5 separate regions of the Sus scrofa genome follow, and all the other regions are linked to region 2. The links are chromatin contacts, called in public HiChIP or PLAC-seq and promoter capture Hi-C maps. All regions are on one chromosome and are shown on one strand. The core of a region is the stretch at or near the end of the contact, and the rest is flanking DNA. Distances in the headings are between cores, read along the strand shown. Region 1 holds the start of OFD1 (oral-facial-digital syndrome 1 protein). Region 2 holds the start of GEMIN8 (gem nuclear organelle associated protein 8). Region 3 overlaps OFD1 (oral-facial-digital syndrome 1 protein). Region 4 holds the start of TCEANC (transcription elongation factor A N-terminal and central domain-containing protein). Region 5 holds the start of RAB9A (RAB9A, member RAS oncogene family).

What was found. Promoter capture Hi-C pulls out the DNA fragments that hold promoters and counts their contacts. HiChIP or PLAC-seq counts read pairs in DNA pulled down with a chosen protein or histone mark.
Region 1: an H3K27ac HiChIP or PLAC-seq map of alveolar macrophages shows a contact between it and region 2. The contact joins the promoter of OFD1 here to the promoter of GEMIN8 in region 2. A contact is called at or near these places in 2 of 5 promoter capture datasets (fetal liver and fetal skeletal muscle), 2 of 47 Hi-C or Micro-C datasets (embryonic fibroblasts and skeletal muscle) and 1 of 2 datasets of contacts at active chromatin or transcription factors (alveolar macrophages).
Region 3: a contact with region 2 is called in an H3K27ac HiChIP or PLAC-seq map of alveolar macrophages. The contact joins the enhancer-like site here to the promoter of GEMIN8 in region 2. A contact is called at or near these places in 3 of 5 promoter capture datasets (fetal liver, fetal skeletal muscle and liver), 15 of 47 Hi-C or Micro-C datasets (alveolar macrophages, brain, embryonic fibroblasts and 9 more) and 2 of 2 datasets of contacts at active chromatin or transcription factors (alveolar macrophages and skeletal muscle).
Region 4: a contact with region 2 is called in a promoter capture Hi-C map of liver, with 12 times the contacts expected there. The contact joins the promoter of TCEANC here to the promoter of GEMIN8 in region 2. A contact is called at or near these places in 2 of 5 promoter capture datasets (fetal liver and liver), 12 of 47 Hi-C or Micro-C datasets (alveolar macrophages, blood, embryonic fibroblasts and 8 more) and 2 of 2 datasets of contacts at active chromatin or transcription factors (alveolar macrophages and skeletal muscle).
Region 5: an H3K27ac HiChIP or PLAC-seq map of alveolar macrophages shows a contact between it and region 2. The contact joins the promoter of RAB9A here to the promoter of GEMIN8 in region 2. A contact is called at or near these places in 2 of 5 promoter capture datasets (fetal liver and liver), 1 of 47 Hi-C or Micro-C datasets (heart right ventricle) and 1 of 2 datasets of contacts at active chromatin or transcription factors (alveolar macrophages).

What each region holds. Positions count from the first base shown.
Region 1 is chrX:10,360,008-10,362,707 of Sscrofa11.1, reverse strand. It overlaps OFD1 (oral-facial-digital syndrome 1 protein), which reads right to left and starts at 1,305. Exons shown (of 23, transcript XM_021079582.1): 1 at 1,097-1,305. All of the region lies in intron 1 of TRAPPC2 (trafficking protein particle complex 2), which reads left to right.
Region 2 is chrX:10,669,708-10,672,446 of Sscrofa11.1, reverse strand. It overlaps GEMIN8 (gem nuclear organelle associated protein 8), which reads left to right and starts at 1,260. Exons shown (of 5, transcript NM_001244865.1): 1 at 1,260-1,386.
Region 3 is chrX:10,403,178-10,405,877 of Sscrofa11.1, reverse strand. OFD1 (oral-facial-digital syndrome 1 protein) reads right to left here. Exons shown (of 23, transcript XM_021079582.1): 14 at 1,699-1,829; 15 at 1,056-1,167. Among named protein-coding and RNA genes, the nearest start is that of TRAPPC2, 38 kb to the right of the region's middle. Within about 2 kb of position 1,312, at least 1 of the 83 cell types and tissues checked has an H3K27ac peak or open chromatin away from gene starts, as enhancers often do. A contact at or near this core is called in alveolar macrophages, where this site is marked.
Region 4 is chrX:10,292,411-10,295,123 of Sscrofa11.1, reverse strand. TCEANC (transcription elongation factor A N-terminal and central domain-containing protein) reads right to left here and starts at 1,448. Exons shown (of 2, transcript XM_003134933.4): 1 at 1,296-1,448.
Region 5 is chrX:10,326,702-10,329,401 of Sscrofa11.1, reverse strand. RAB9A (RAB9A, member RAS oncogene family) reads right to left here and starts at 1,258. Exons shown (of 6, transcript NM_001244747.1): 1 at 1,126-1,258.

The sequences.
Region 1 (2,700 bases), core at 56-2,555, 310 kb after region 2:
GGCAACGCCAAATCCTTAACCCACTGAGCGAGGCCTGTGTCCTCATGGATACTAGTCCGGTTCATGACCACTGAGCCACGACGGGAACTCCTGAAAATCATTCTTTGAGAAGACTGCAATTCTGCACACCTGTGTCCTCTGGCCGTTAGGTACCAGGTGCTTGAGGTAATCGACCTTCTCCCTTGCTTTTTCCTGATTGTAGCCTAGAAAGGCTTTTGTTTTCTTAACGTATTTATTCCACAGATGTCAGCTCGTTTCGGGCTTTTGCCCTTCTGGTGCTAGCCTCAGTTTCCCGGTCCTTTTTTCTGCTCCTTACTAGTTAGGGCCCTCCTCCTTACGTCCTACACACGTGCTCTTCCACCTCAGGCAAGTCCTTGTTGAGTCCTTCAGTTGCCTCTCTTGAAAGTAGCTGTCACTCCATCCACCAGAGACTGCTGTTTTCACCACAGGTGGGAGTGCTGTCCCTTGGAAGGGAGGGTTTCTTCATTGGCACCTTAATAACCTTAACACCTTCTCACAAAGGTGTAGCTTGTGACTTGAACACAGGTGTCATCAATCAGGCCCCTGAGGGCCTTAAAGGGCCTCGGCACTGAAGCTTCCAGAAGGTTCTCTCCCTTACAGAGGCCAATTATTCCTTACCCCCGCCCCCCACCCATGCCTCCCGTTCCTCCATTCCCCTTCCTGTATTCCAACATCATACTCCGTTCCAGACACACACACACACACACCCTTCTGTGAGCTCTGAGCACTTTTTATGTGCTCAGCTGCTGTGGGTAGAGGGGATACTTGCTGGAAAAGCACAGTGGCGGTTCTCTTCAGACTCACCCCACATATTGCTCTGAGTGGCTTCACCTCCGGGTACCACTGCCAGCCTCCCACACCCCCTCTTTCCACAGGGCCTTGAAACCCGAGTCCCATGGTAAACAAACTCCTTGTGTCCCCACTCTGTGGAGGACGCACCTTCTACTTTTCTGCTGGTACTTACTTTTTCTTATACCCGCAGATTTTGCAGCTTGACGGTGTTAGTTTGCTACTACGGCCTTAACAAGTTACCACAAGTTCAGTGTCTTAAAAACAACACACATTAGCAGCTTACCGTTCTGTAGCGTAGAGGTCCAACCCGAGTCTCACTGGGCTGCAGTCCTTTCCGGAGGCGCTTGAGGAGAACGGGTGTTCTCGCCCTCTCCAGCTTCTCGAACCTCCCGCGTTCCTTGACTCGCGGCCTCTTCCTCCGTCTTTGTAGCCGGCCTCGCCGTCGCTCCCTGGGCCACCTCCCACAGCTCCGCCCCGCGCGGGGCGGGCCCGCCCCCTTTCCCTTTAAGGCCCCAGCGGAGGCCCCGGGGCCCCGCCCCGCCGCCCCAGCTCCGCCCCGCCGCCCCGGCTCCGCCCCGCCCGCTGGCCGGGCTGCTGCTGAGCGGCCTGAGCCCTTTGCCCGGTAAAGCAGCCCGCACAGGCTCCCGGGTTCAGGGTGTGGGCCCCTTGGGGAGGGGCGGCTGTTCTGGCTCCACCGCATTTTCAAACTCGGCCTGTCCCTTTTCCTCCCTCTTCCTTCCCTTTCCTCCTCCCTTTCTCGGTGAAGAGCAGCGTCGCCTTGCTGTTCCCCTGCGTCGCCTCAGCCACACGTGCGGAAACATCCTCGGTTCTAGCCTCTTCGAAGCCTCAGCTCCCGGTTAGGCCAGTGCCAGCTCTGCAGCGACCCCCGCTCCTCGAGGCCCTGGAGATGCTGGGAGGGCCCCTGTTTCAGCGAGGGGAAGGGTGAGCCGGGGAGCAAGCCTCCCTCCTCCCAGACAGCACGCTGCCCAGCGTGGGGCCCGGCTCGGCGCCCGCCCCGCCCTGTAAGCCCCAGTCCCTTCCTGAGACTCGGCTTCCTTTTCCCCCACTTCCCCTTCCAGCTTCTCCTCGTCAGAGGGACGGAGCTGCCTGCCTGGCTCTTCAGCTGCGTGTGGGGTAACACCGTGGGCAGCTTGCTGTGGCGCCTTTATGCCGCATGGCCCGCAGCCCCCTTTCTGCGGCTGCTCCCGCGCTTCTGAGCCCGGGGCTTCTCTCCCAGGCGTCTAGGTGTGTGTGTGTGTGCGTGTGGAGCGATCTTCCTTATACTATATTGTCTTGTGCAGCTTCTTAAATGTGTGTAGGGGCAGACATAATTTCCTTACAGGATTTTTTTCCCCTGCTGCTGCTTCAGTGTTTGTTTGGAAGAAAGTAAGCCCTCCCCTTGGCAAACTCCAGCTATGAAACCTGTTCCAGCAGGAATGGATGATGTCACTGTGCACCTTGTTAAGTTTCAAGCTCCCATCCCTCTCCCTTCACTTTTGCTTGAGAATTATTGCCAGTTCGCCTCCTTCCCCATAGCTTTTGTATCGCTCTCGCCTTTTGTGTCCAGTTTTACTTTTTCTCATCTTTCCCTTAAAACAGGGACCACCATGTTCTGTAAAGGGCCAGATGGTCTCTGGGTGACGGCCCCCCTCTGCTGCTGTGGGCAGAAGCAGCCTTAGATGACAGTGGCAGGGAGAGGACGGCCCAGGCCAGATAGGCCCACAGACGGTGGTGTGCCAGCCCCTGCCCCAAATAACCTTTTCCGTCTGACTCACCTCGTCATGCCAGGAGAGTCTCCTATCTGCCTTTTCTGCCAGTTGCAGAGTGAAAAGTGCCAGCTGTGCCCTGGTTCTCTCTATGAAACGTTGTTTGCCCAGGAAACACACT
Region 2 (2,739 bases), core at 11-2,510:
AGGTAAAATTAATTTTTATACAAAATACGGTTTTTGGCCTATGGAAGTTCCTGGGCAAGGAACTGAACCACCACCACAGCAGCAACCCAAGCCACTGTGCCTCAAGAGAACTCCCAATTTGTATATTTTATCCAACCTAAACAGTCCTTCCTTAACATGTTGTCACTATTTAAAAATGAGATCTAGTCTTTTTCTCAAACGAATTCTATAATATCCACTGTGTAATATACCCTTACAGCCCGCCTCAATTCAGACTACATTTCAAGCTATCCACTCATGTTAGGAATCTAAGTTGTTTTCACTCTCCACTTTTTTTTTTTTTTCATGTTTCTTGGCATTTTTTTCAGTTACCTGCATCTTTTTTTTTTTTTTTTTTTTTTTTTGGTCAAATAGAAATTTGTTCACAAAGTTTCCATAACTCTATTTGGTTTCGTTTCTATTTATAGTTTCCTTTTTTTTAATTAGTGTATTCAGTATAATAACTTTATTTTCCACTTTTTCAAATAATTCTGCAATGAGCATCCGGTTTACGTCTTTTTCTTCCTTGGAATAAATTCTCAGAAGTGAACATTCTAGTATAAAAATATGCCCCCTTTTAGGGCTTTTGCAGCATTTTGCCAAATTGCCCCAGAAAGGATGTGCCAGTCTTTGAGTGGAGTATGCTTAGTTATTAATGATCCTCTGCGACGCTAACAGAACAGGTATTGCTGATAATGACTGTGATTTTTAAAAATGCTAATAAGCACTAATTTATGTTTATCAGGCACCAGCCACTCTGCACTATTAGTCACCTCTACGGGGCGAGAACCTGCGGCTTAAGGAAGTTAATAAACTAAGGGCTAGAAGTGGACTCAAACTCTGATCTGGGTGACTATTTTCAATGGCTGGGCGTCTCTCCCTGGGGCCACGAACACCCTCCCTTTTAGTTGAAAAGGGAAAGGCTAAGTAAACACCAGGGAACGAAGGTGAGAAAACTGAGAGAAGGGCGAAAAGCTAAAAGCCGCGGAACTGCTGCGGGGACCGCAGCCGCGCAGAAACGACCCTCACCTTCCCGCCTTAACGCCCGACCCCAGCACAGGGGAGGGTCTACAGCCGCGCGCCTCAATCTGGAGGCGAAACCCTACACCGGCGATCCCGACGCCCCGCCCCAAGGGGAGGAGCTTCATTCCCAGCCAGTTCCCCGGCGTGGCGCGGAACGCGGCGAGGACGTGACGTTGACATCGAGGGGCGGGACTTCCGGCGCTGCGCGGCGCGTCACCCTTACCGGAAGCCCACGTGTAGTCGCCCCGGCAACAGCCTCTCCTGCTCCCCGCATCCTCAGTTTCCCACCGGAAGTAGGTCCCTGCTCGCCCACCGCCCAGGATCCTCAACTTACGCGCCCTCGAGGTGACTTCGGGGGCGGCTGGGTTTCATTTGGGGAATGAAGGAGGGTCTTGCAGGCTTCTGAGCCTGGCTTTCTCTGAGGCCAGGAGAGCTGAGGGCTTGGCCGTCACGTTGTCGTCATTATCATCCTGAGGCAAGAGGTGGACACAGGCCCATGAGATCCCTAAATCGTTGGTTAATTGTGAGAAGGAACTGGTTCCAGAGCCTCTTGGCTCTGCCATGCACGAAAATCACTGGATGACTTAAATGCGCAGTTAAGTTAAATTTGAATTGCGCGAAGTGGGGCTCAGGCATTGGTAATTTTATTAAAGCTACCCAGGCGATTTTAATGTGCCGGGAAATGCTACGTTACACTGTCTGGAAAGTGAAATCAGACTTTGCCCACCCAGACCTGTATCAGAAGATCGCCCCGGTCAGCTTCATCCTTAGAGGGATGTCCAGAATATTGGCCCCATCTACTCAAAAATTGTTGTTTTCTTTCCCCTTGCACGTTGACCTCTGTGGGAGGTCAGAGGTTTTGATGGAAGTCATCTGGAGAGCATTTGGCCACCTGTGGTCCTCTCTGCACCTTACTTGTGGTGGAGAGTGTCCTTTCCCACTTTTCTTTCTTAGTAGTTAGGTGGAGTTGAACCAGTAGCCAACAAAGTACCTTTTAGCTCTGAAACCCTGAGAGTCCCTTAGAACAAATCAGAAGTTTCTGAAGAATTTTATTTCTTTCAGGAATGATTTTTAAAGTTGTTTCACAGGCTAGGTTCTGTATTCAGCTGTTTTGGACCTTAAGTCAGAACATTACCTGAAAGTCTCAAGATTAGTAACACAAGTAACGTTTCTGCAGTTACTTACTTTCAGCGTTCCCATGAATTGTGGAGTGGCAGTAATCTTTAAAAGTACAGTTGATACTAATGTAGTTTATAGGAATAACAGTCTCTTTGGGGTGGCACTGTGAACAGAAACCATGTATTTTAAAAGACTGTTGGCTAGTAAGTAACTTTGGATAGGCATAGCTGAAGGCAAGTTTACAGTAAGGTGTACAGATCTTCTCTGTGTTTGTGGCTGTCTTGGAAAAGGATATAAACTAAAGCTCCAGAGAGAATTTTCATTCTAAAAGTGTTTTACAGATGGTGAAGGATTATTTTGGTTTTTAGGATGCCACATTTAAGGATAGGATGGGATGATAAGGATAGATAGGGAGGGAAAAATGAACAAATAACCAAAGAGTAGAGGTCGGAGAATTCACGAAATAGTTGTGTTACTGTTGGAACTCCAGTTGGCCCTTCATTCTGCATTACTGGGTACGAAGGGCCGACTGTCCCCCATTTTGTGTAACTGACCTAGCATCTGCGGAATTTGGTATTG
Region 3 (2,700 bases), core at 63-2,562, 270 kb after region 2:
ATCAAAGTGGCGTGGGGACAAGGGGCCAAGGGCCTGAGGAGGAGAAGTGCAAATGGGAACCAAGGAAGGCTCAGAACCATGAACACAGGGAAACTTGAGCCGAGCGTGAAAGCAGCTAAACAAAGCATACAGGCTGTGGCAGACCTGGGAGAAGTAGGAGGGGCAGCAGCATCCATCCACTGGAGACCCAGGAATAAAACGATAGCAGGGCCCACTGCCCGAGGGTTTATATGCACTGGGCACTGTACTGCAGCCCATCCCATTTCCCCTCCATCCTCCACAGCCCGGGAGGTATTATTATGCTTGCTACAAAGGGGGAAACGGAGGCCCAAGGAAGTTAAAAGGAATATGTCTGAGGCCCAACAACCAACTTCAAAATTGGGGACCAAAACCAATTTTCCAATTCCAGCAGCAGTGCTCTTTTTGCCAGGCCACCCTGCCTTTCCAGCGGATGTATGCGTTTATCAAGGAGTGTCTAACACCACTGAAGAGTAGGTTGATCTTACTGTCAGGATGACAAATAAAAAAGGAAACTCCCTAGGTCCAGAGGCAAACTATTACATATGGGATGGATAAACAACCAGGTCCTACTGTACAGCAACAGGGATTTAATATTTAATACCCTGTGATAATCCACAATGGAAAAGAATACGAGAAAGAATATGTATGTAAAACTGAGCTACTTCGCTGTACAGCAGATATTAACACAACATTATAAATCAACTATTATACTTCAATAAATTTTAAAAGACAGAAAGCAAGCAAGCCTAGGTCCAGGGTGAATTTGGGGACCTCTGCATCACCACCACACCCTTCCTATTTGCGGAATGAAACTCTCCCATGCGTGGGGCACCTGTGAGAAGTCACTCTAAGTGATGACCTGACTGTTACCCCTGAAATGGACAGGCAGTTTGACTTCTAAGAGAGAAGCTGTTTCTATAGCTTATTCCCTACTATGAGAATTACTATGAATTCAGTGAGTAATAAGCCTTACATTTGCACAAATGTCAGAAGTTTCATGCACAACACACTTTTAGGATAAAAATGTCTCTAACCTGTCTCAGTTTGTTTAAGCTGCAACTTTAAGTCAGTAACCTGCATAGTTAACCTCTTGACAGAAGCATCGTAATCCAGTATCTGGGCCTTCAGCTGGGCGGAATGCTCAATCTGCAGAGATTTAGAGAAGGGAAAGAAATCAACTCGAAACCCATCACAGCTCACTTCGAAGGAACAGTTCTCATACTGGGCTTACACCCTTTGTTTGCTTGGTCAATTCTGAGCAGCTTTACAGCCCATAACCCATGACATCCCTATAAAGTAACAACAGACCACACAAGTGTCCACTTCCTCTTGCACCCATATCCGAGCAGCTACTCCAGGGCCTGGGCAAACTCCAGAGAGGGAAGCAGTATTTCCAAGGCACGGGGTGAGAAGTGAGACACTGCTACTGTGAACAGCATCAGGACCTGGGGAATTTTGTCTTTAGCTGTGTCTGCTTGCCTTTGGATTTCGCGACTATTACGAATACCAAGTCACACAATCACTAGAGCATTCTCTCGGATGGAAACGAGACCTTTAGCATCTCGGGGGATCGCCGATGTAAGAAAGACTCTTATTTACACTGGTGTGGTGTGCATCAAGTTCACACATCCAAGCAGCGGACTGGCCTGACCCCTGGGCCCGAGGAGAGATACTCACTTCGCTTTGCAGCTGTTTTTGAAGAGCTTGCTTGTGGGTTTCAAACTCCTTATGCTCAAGCATGATAGCATTTTCTGCTTTCTTTAATTCTTTCTGGAAAATCACCAGCTCAGGAGATGGCTCAGTTATGCCTAAGCGGGCAAAAAAGCCTGGTCATTACCAACCCCGAGTTTTCTCATTTAATTCACAGAAGTAGCTCAAGCGGTTTCATATTGTTCTTCCTTTGCTTTGTATGCACACAATATTGAATTTATTCTATCAAAAGAACTATGAGCAATTCTGACTCACAAATTTCAAAACACAATTAATGCATATAAATGCCTATTTTACTACTCTCAAATCATACTCCACGTAACAGAATCCTTTCTAATTCTCAAATTAACTTGAAAGCCCGCCTCCCCACCCTCTTCCATACAGAGGCAGAGACGGAATGCTCTACCGAAACCCGTCAATATTGCGCTGAGTTTCAATTCAATCTGTGCATCTGCCAATGGCTCTCAGGGTCCAGGCAGAAAGCAGATGCCGTCCCTCTGCACAAAGCATCTCATGAGCAAGTGAGACCAGATTAAGCACCAAGGCAAGAAAAAGATTGCCCAGATCTTGTCAATTCATCACTCTCTTTCAGTCAGTCTTCCCTAAGTTTCATGGAAGTTTATTATGTCTTCGGCTTGGACATCACAAAGGAAGGGGATGAGATGGCGGAGAAGGACTTGAGCTCACCTCCTCTCACAAAAACATCAAAATCACAACTAACTACTCAACACCCATCGACTAAAAAGACTAGAACCGACCAAAAAAGGTATTTTACATCCAAAGACAAAGAAGGTGCAATGAGACAAAGTGCTCTCACAGGAATACGAGTTCTGATCCCCGTGTCAGGCTACCTAGCCTGAGGGTCTGACATCAGGAGGAGGTGTCACCAGAGCGGCTGGCTTTGCAGGGCAGTGGAGAAAGATTATAGGAGCTCCACAGGACTAGGGGAAACTGAGACTCTGCTCTCGG
Region 4 (2,713 bases), core at 199-2,698, 380 kb after region 2:
GCAGGCCATAGTCAGCTGACTCCTTTTCAGGGCAGTGCTGTCTAACAACAATATAATGCAAGACAGAAATATAATTTAAAATTTTCTAGTAGCCATGTTAAAAAAAATAGGTGAAATTAATAGCACGTTTTATTTAATCCAGTGAAGCCCCATATATTGCCATTTCAACATGCTGGTTGGTATAAACAAACTGAGACAGTTTACATTCTCTTTTTCATACTAATTCTCCCAAATTCACTATTTTACACTCAAAGCACATCTCAATCTGTCCATTTTAGGAGCTCAATAGCCTTGAGGAGCTGGCCGTTACTGCACTGAACAACACAGTTCTAGAACATACTCTAGTATAGACAATGCTGATATACACCTATACCCCTCGCTTCTGAATACATATCAAAAATAGAGTTTAGGAGTTCCCTTGTGGCACAGCAGGTTAAAGATCCCATGTTGTCACTGCAGCGGCTTGGGTCACTGCTGTGGTGCAGGATCACGTGCCTGGAGGCACAGGCAAAAATAAATAAATACATAATGCTAAGAAACAGAATAGGCAATTAGAGTGATTCTAGAGCCCTGCTTTAAAAATTAAAAAAAGAGTTTATACAGTGCCAGCAAGAGTAAGCCCTAGGTATCTGTTGAGTGACTGCATGTAAAAGCTTGTAAATATTAACTGACATGATGGTACATGGTTAAAGTGCACATGTCCACCCTAAACCCTGAGAAGAAGAGCAAAGAGAAATTTCCAAAAGCTAGTAACAAATGAGCAATAACCAAGATCTGTTTATATCTCTATGTCTAAGGTCTAAAGAGAAATTTTAAGTTTCTGGCCATAACCCACATACGCCTCTCTAGCTACACAGGGAGCCCCTTCCTCTATGGAGAGAAACGATGCCAAACGTTGGTAGAGGACTTGCAGTTTCTCAAGTCACACAATACTGTGCTAGGGCTCTTTCACTTTATGACGACCCCTAGTAAAGGTGCAGCGATGGGAAGGAACCAGCGCCAAGGGTCCACTCTGGCCCAAGTTCGGGTTTCAGTGGGTGGGGTGGCGCGACAAAAGAGGGCTGCTACAAGCCATCCAAGGATGACAGCCTGGCATCCAGCACACAGGCAGCAGCGGCCCCCAGGGATCTGCCCATCCCGAAGACCTCGGCTGGAAGGGGAAGACAGGCCGCTTTGGGGCATCCCCGTCCCTGAGGGCACCGAGAGCCTCCCCGGGCAAGGGGAGGCTTACTCTGGGAACAAGGCCCGCCTTTCTGCAGGAGCAGAGACACCAAGCAACCCACAACCGGGCTCACCAAGAAGTGCGGTCCAGACCGGGAGCCCTCGGAGCTCTCCCCCATCCAGTGGGAACTTCCAGGTCCCGGGGCGGGACCACAGAGGCTCACCCAATCCAAGCCCACCGGCTGGGAGCACGAACCCAGCGCCCTGCGCATGCGTACTAGGGAAGTGGCGCCTGCGCAGGGCGATCGGTGGGCGAGGGGACGCCCCGCCTTCTAGGAGGTCACGTGGCCAGGGCCCACAGTCGGCCCCTGGGCTTGAGCGAAAGGAAACTACGCGCGTTATCGCTTTTGAGCGGCCAAGTTTGTTGAGCTACTCTATAAAGTACGGTTCCTGCTTTAAGAGGTGCTCAGAAGTTCCCCTTGTAGCTTGGCTGGTTAAGAACCCGACATAGTGTCTTAATGAGGATGTGGCTTCAATCCTTGACCTGGCTTAACCAGTCAAGGATCTGGTCAAAGATCTGGCGTTGCCACCAGGCTGCAGTGAAGGTCGCAGGTACGGCTGCGATCTGGCATTTCTGTGGCTGTGGTGTAGCAGCTCCAGTTGGACCTCCTAGCCTGAGAACTTCCATATGCCTGCGGGTGCAGTCATAAAAAGAAAAAAAAAAAAGGTGCTCAGCTAAATGTTCACAAAACTGGACAAAAATGTGAATCATCAGTATATTTCATGCAGTGATAAATTCAACCAGTACTTAGGGCACCCCTCGCATGGCTCTGTTGATATGAAAATAGAAGACATCCATTAGGTAGACTTGTGCATCCGGCACGCCCCACCTGTACACAGTCTTTCCCTGCAAGGATCCAATAAAGACAGAGTGATGATAGAACTAGACAAAGTGGCAGCTTTCTCTGCTAATCAGAGGAAGGTTCAAGGAAGCAGGGCTTTGCTCCGAACTGGATGCTGTTAGGAAGCAGAGTGACTCTGTGAGCAATATGATAAACCTTACCTAGGAGGGAAGACACGACTGAGACAAAAGCTGTGATTAGTAAAGTGGCAGCAACAATCCATTTTAAAACTGTTGAAATACTGCAGGTTTATCCTAGATGTAATTCAAAAGATTCGTTTCAAAAGGCTATTCCTATAAAATAGTTTCTGTCACAAGAACAAAGCGAGACACCTTTTAATCTAATTTACTGCTGTGTAGGGTGTAAGTAAGAAGAAACTTATTTTTTTCTCACCAGTGCCTTGAAATAAGGTGTGTTGGCTCTCCCCTGCCGCTTGACTGCGCTATGGCTGGAGCTTGAGGCTTGAGCAAATCCCACAGCTTTGCTTTCCTTTTTCTCTTTTTCCTTCCAGTTTTATTGAGATATAATTGACATACAGCACTGTGTAAGTTTAACATGTATAGCATAACGATGTGACTTACATACATCAGGGAATGATTACCCCAATATGTCTAGTAAACATCATTTCACATAAACATGAAATAAAACAA
Region 5 (2,700 bases), core at 9-2,508, 340 kb after region 2:
CGACACAAGTACTATCACTTCCACCTAAGCTCTTAAAAGAGAAACGAAGAAAGTCTTCTTAAAAGTCCCTTGCTGAAAAGCACTGGGCTTCCTTCATCTCTGGTTTTGTTCCACTGTAGCTTTTGAGACTACAGGCAATTTAGGGATTTTCCATGACAACGATGCAAGTGACAGGAAGACAAATACGACAAAAAAATTTTTTTCAATTAATTTTTAAAAGCAACAGAAATGTACTGATTTTATCAGACCACCGAAATCCTATAAAGAGTATGGTCACGTGACAATTTGGAACCTCGCAGAGGTCATTCCTCAAAAGAACACTGGTCACGGGATGTGTCATCGCTTGAAAAGGAGAAAAAAACAAACAAACAAAAAAACCCACCGAAAACCTAACTGACTCCACAACTATTTGGTCAACACTTACAATTGTCATCTTGCCTCCTTGTTGGAAGAAAGGAAGGTACATGATATCGAAACCTTAGCCAGAGTGTGAATCCGATAACGCCCCAAACCGCCTCCAGCCCCAGGGTTTGGCTTTACATTCCCAACTCCCCTCGCGAGGGGCCCTAACACCTTAGCAAAGGTTCACCTGGGAAGCAGGTCAGAGGTCGCCAATATCGAATCGTGGGCGCCTCCGCTTTCCCTCTGTGACTCGTGCGGGAGTGGGGAAGGTTGGGGGCTGTGGGTGTTGTCCCGGGTGCCTGAGTGGCTCTGTGTGTGTGTGTGTGTCCCCGGCGGTGGCATGTGGCCTCTTCCCCACCCCCCCCCCGTGGGTTTGTGTGGATGGGCCCCTCTCCCTGGGTGTTCGGGTGTGTCCTCAGGTGTTTACTGATCTCTTTCCCCGTGTGTGTGCGTCCCCGCGTGTTGGGGCGAGTGTCCGTCCCTCTCCCGGGTGTGTCGGTGTACGACCCCGTCTTTCCACCTACGTCAGTCAATAGGCGGCAGGGGGCAACGAGCCATTCCCCCGCCCCGTCCCGGGGCAGGCGAGGGACTCGTGCAGGCCGCGCGCGCCCCCTGCCCCAAAATCCCGAGGCCCAGGCCGCACTCGGGGCCCGCGGGCTCCGCTCAGACCCTGACGCCCGCGCAGGCGGCCCCGGCCCCGAGGGAAGTCCGCGCCCCGCTCACCTCGCGGCCACACGAAGGACGCCCGGGAGCTCCGAGCCGCCCCGTCCAGGTGTAATGAGGAAACAGAGACGGTCGACGACAAGGCGGACAGGCCACCTCGGCTGCACTGCCCAGGTCCGACTCCGGTTGCTCTGGTCCAGCACAGAGGGAACAACATGGCGACGGGCCGGGGCGGGGCCTGGCCTGATGGGCGGGGCCGGGGCGGGGCGGGGGAACCCGGTGAAGGAGAGGCGGGGCCCGGGGAGGCCGGGCAAGGCCTGGTTGGCGGGGTCGGGGACAGAAGGGGGCGGAGGCTCAAAGGAGGCGGGGCCCCGAGGTCGCCTCCGCCCCGCCCTCACCCACTCTGCCTGTCTGTTATAGCTAAATCACGGGTTTTCTTTGGGTCGACTATTCCTCCTGTCCCCCGGCTGCGTTCTGGCGGCGAGAGTGAGCATGAAATAATAGTTCTCTTCAAAAGTTGACCTAAAGTGGAAATAAAGAGATCACATAAACACGGTCACAGAATGCTGTGCTTACAATGAGAAACAAATGAGCAAATAAACGAAAAGTGAAAACAGCTGGGATATTGTGGCGTAACAGGAATTTTGTTAATTAAAATTAAAAATTTCCTTTCTGTTGATAAAGTACTACCTCTGTCCTCTCTAAATATAAAGAAATAGTGGGAAAATTAGGAATTGAGGAAGCTCTTCTTAATTCCTTATTCTAGGTATGGAATCAAGCCTTCCCATACAGTGAGAAGGATCTCACTTTTATTATTCGCTGGGCCCATGATCATTAACCTCTAGCTCTTTAGGAAGTCATTTTCAGGTAATGAATCTAATTAGTTTTTTCACTAAAAAGGTTCTATTTGAGAGAGTCTGTCACAAGTATAAAAGACAATTTTAGAATACTTGTGAAAGTGAGGCATGTAATACAGACTGAGTTCTAGTTTGAGCTTAAACGAATTTTTCTTTTATAGAAAAAAAACTTATCCATGCAGGGTATTTCCCCAAGGAAATATGAGTAAAGCTTTATAAAATACAGATCTAATGAAAATAGGGAGGAGGAAGAGATATTATCATTATTTAAGACATAATTAAAACTACACAATAAAATATATCAGAGCATTGGAGTTTTAATTTTCCAAAGGGAAAAAAGATACATAGTGTCAAATACATTGGACTAAATAGCAACAAGCAATCCATAGGATCACTAAGGAAATGCTACCTGAAAATCATATCTCATAATCATTAAGGAATGATGGAATAAGAGTTTATCTCTGCAACCATTAATACCAACCAGCTATTAACAGATACACTTAGGGAATTATTGTACCTTCACTTATCTAAGAGTTTTCAAAAAAGGGCCCTAAGAAGGTGCTATAAGTGATTCTCAGGTTGTTCCAAGATGTGAGTGAGGCATATAAACATATCTGAGTGTAGCCATGATTTGCACCTGAAGAAAGAAAAAGGTAAATTACTTTTCCTGAAGTAACTATGACTTGGACACTAGCCAACTGTCACTTAAGAATATGTGTATATTCTGGTCTCTTCCACCATCCATTTCTTTACCTAATTGACTTTAGACTCTAAGAGC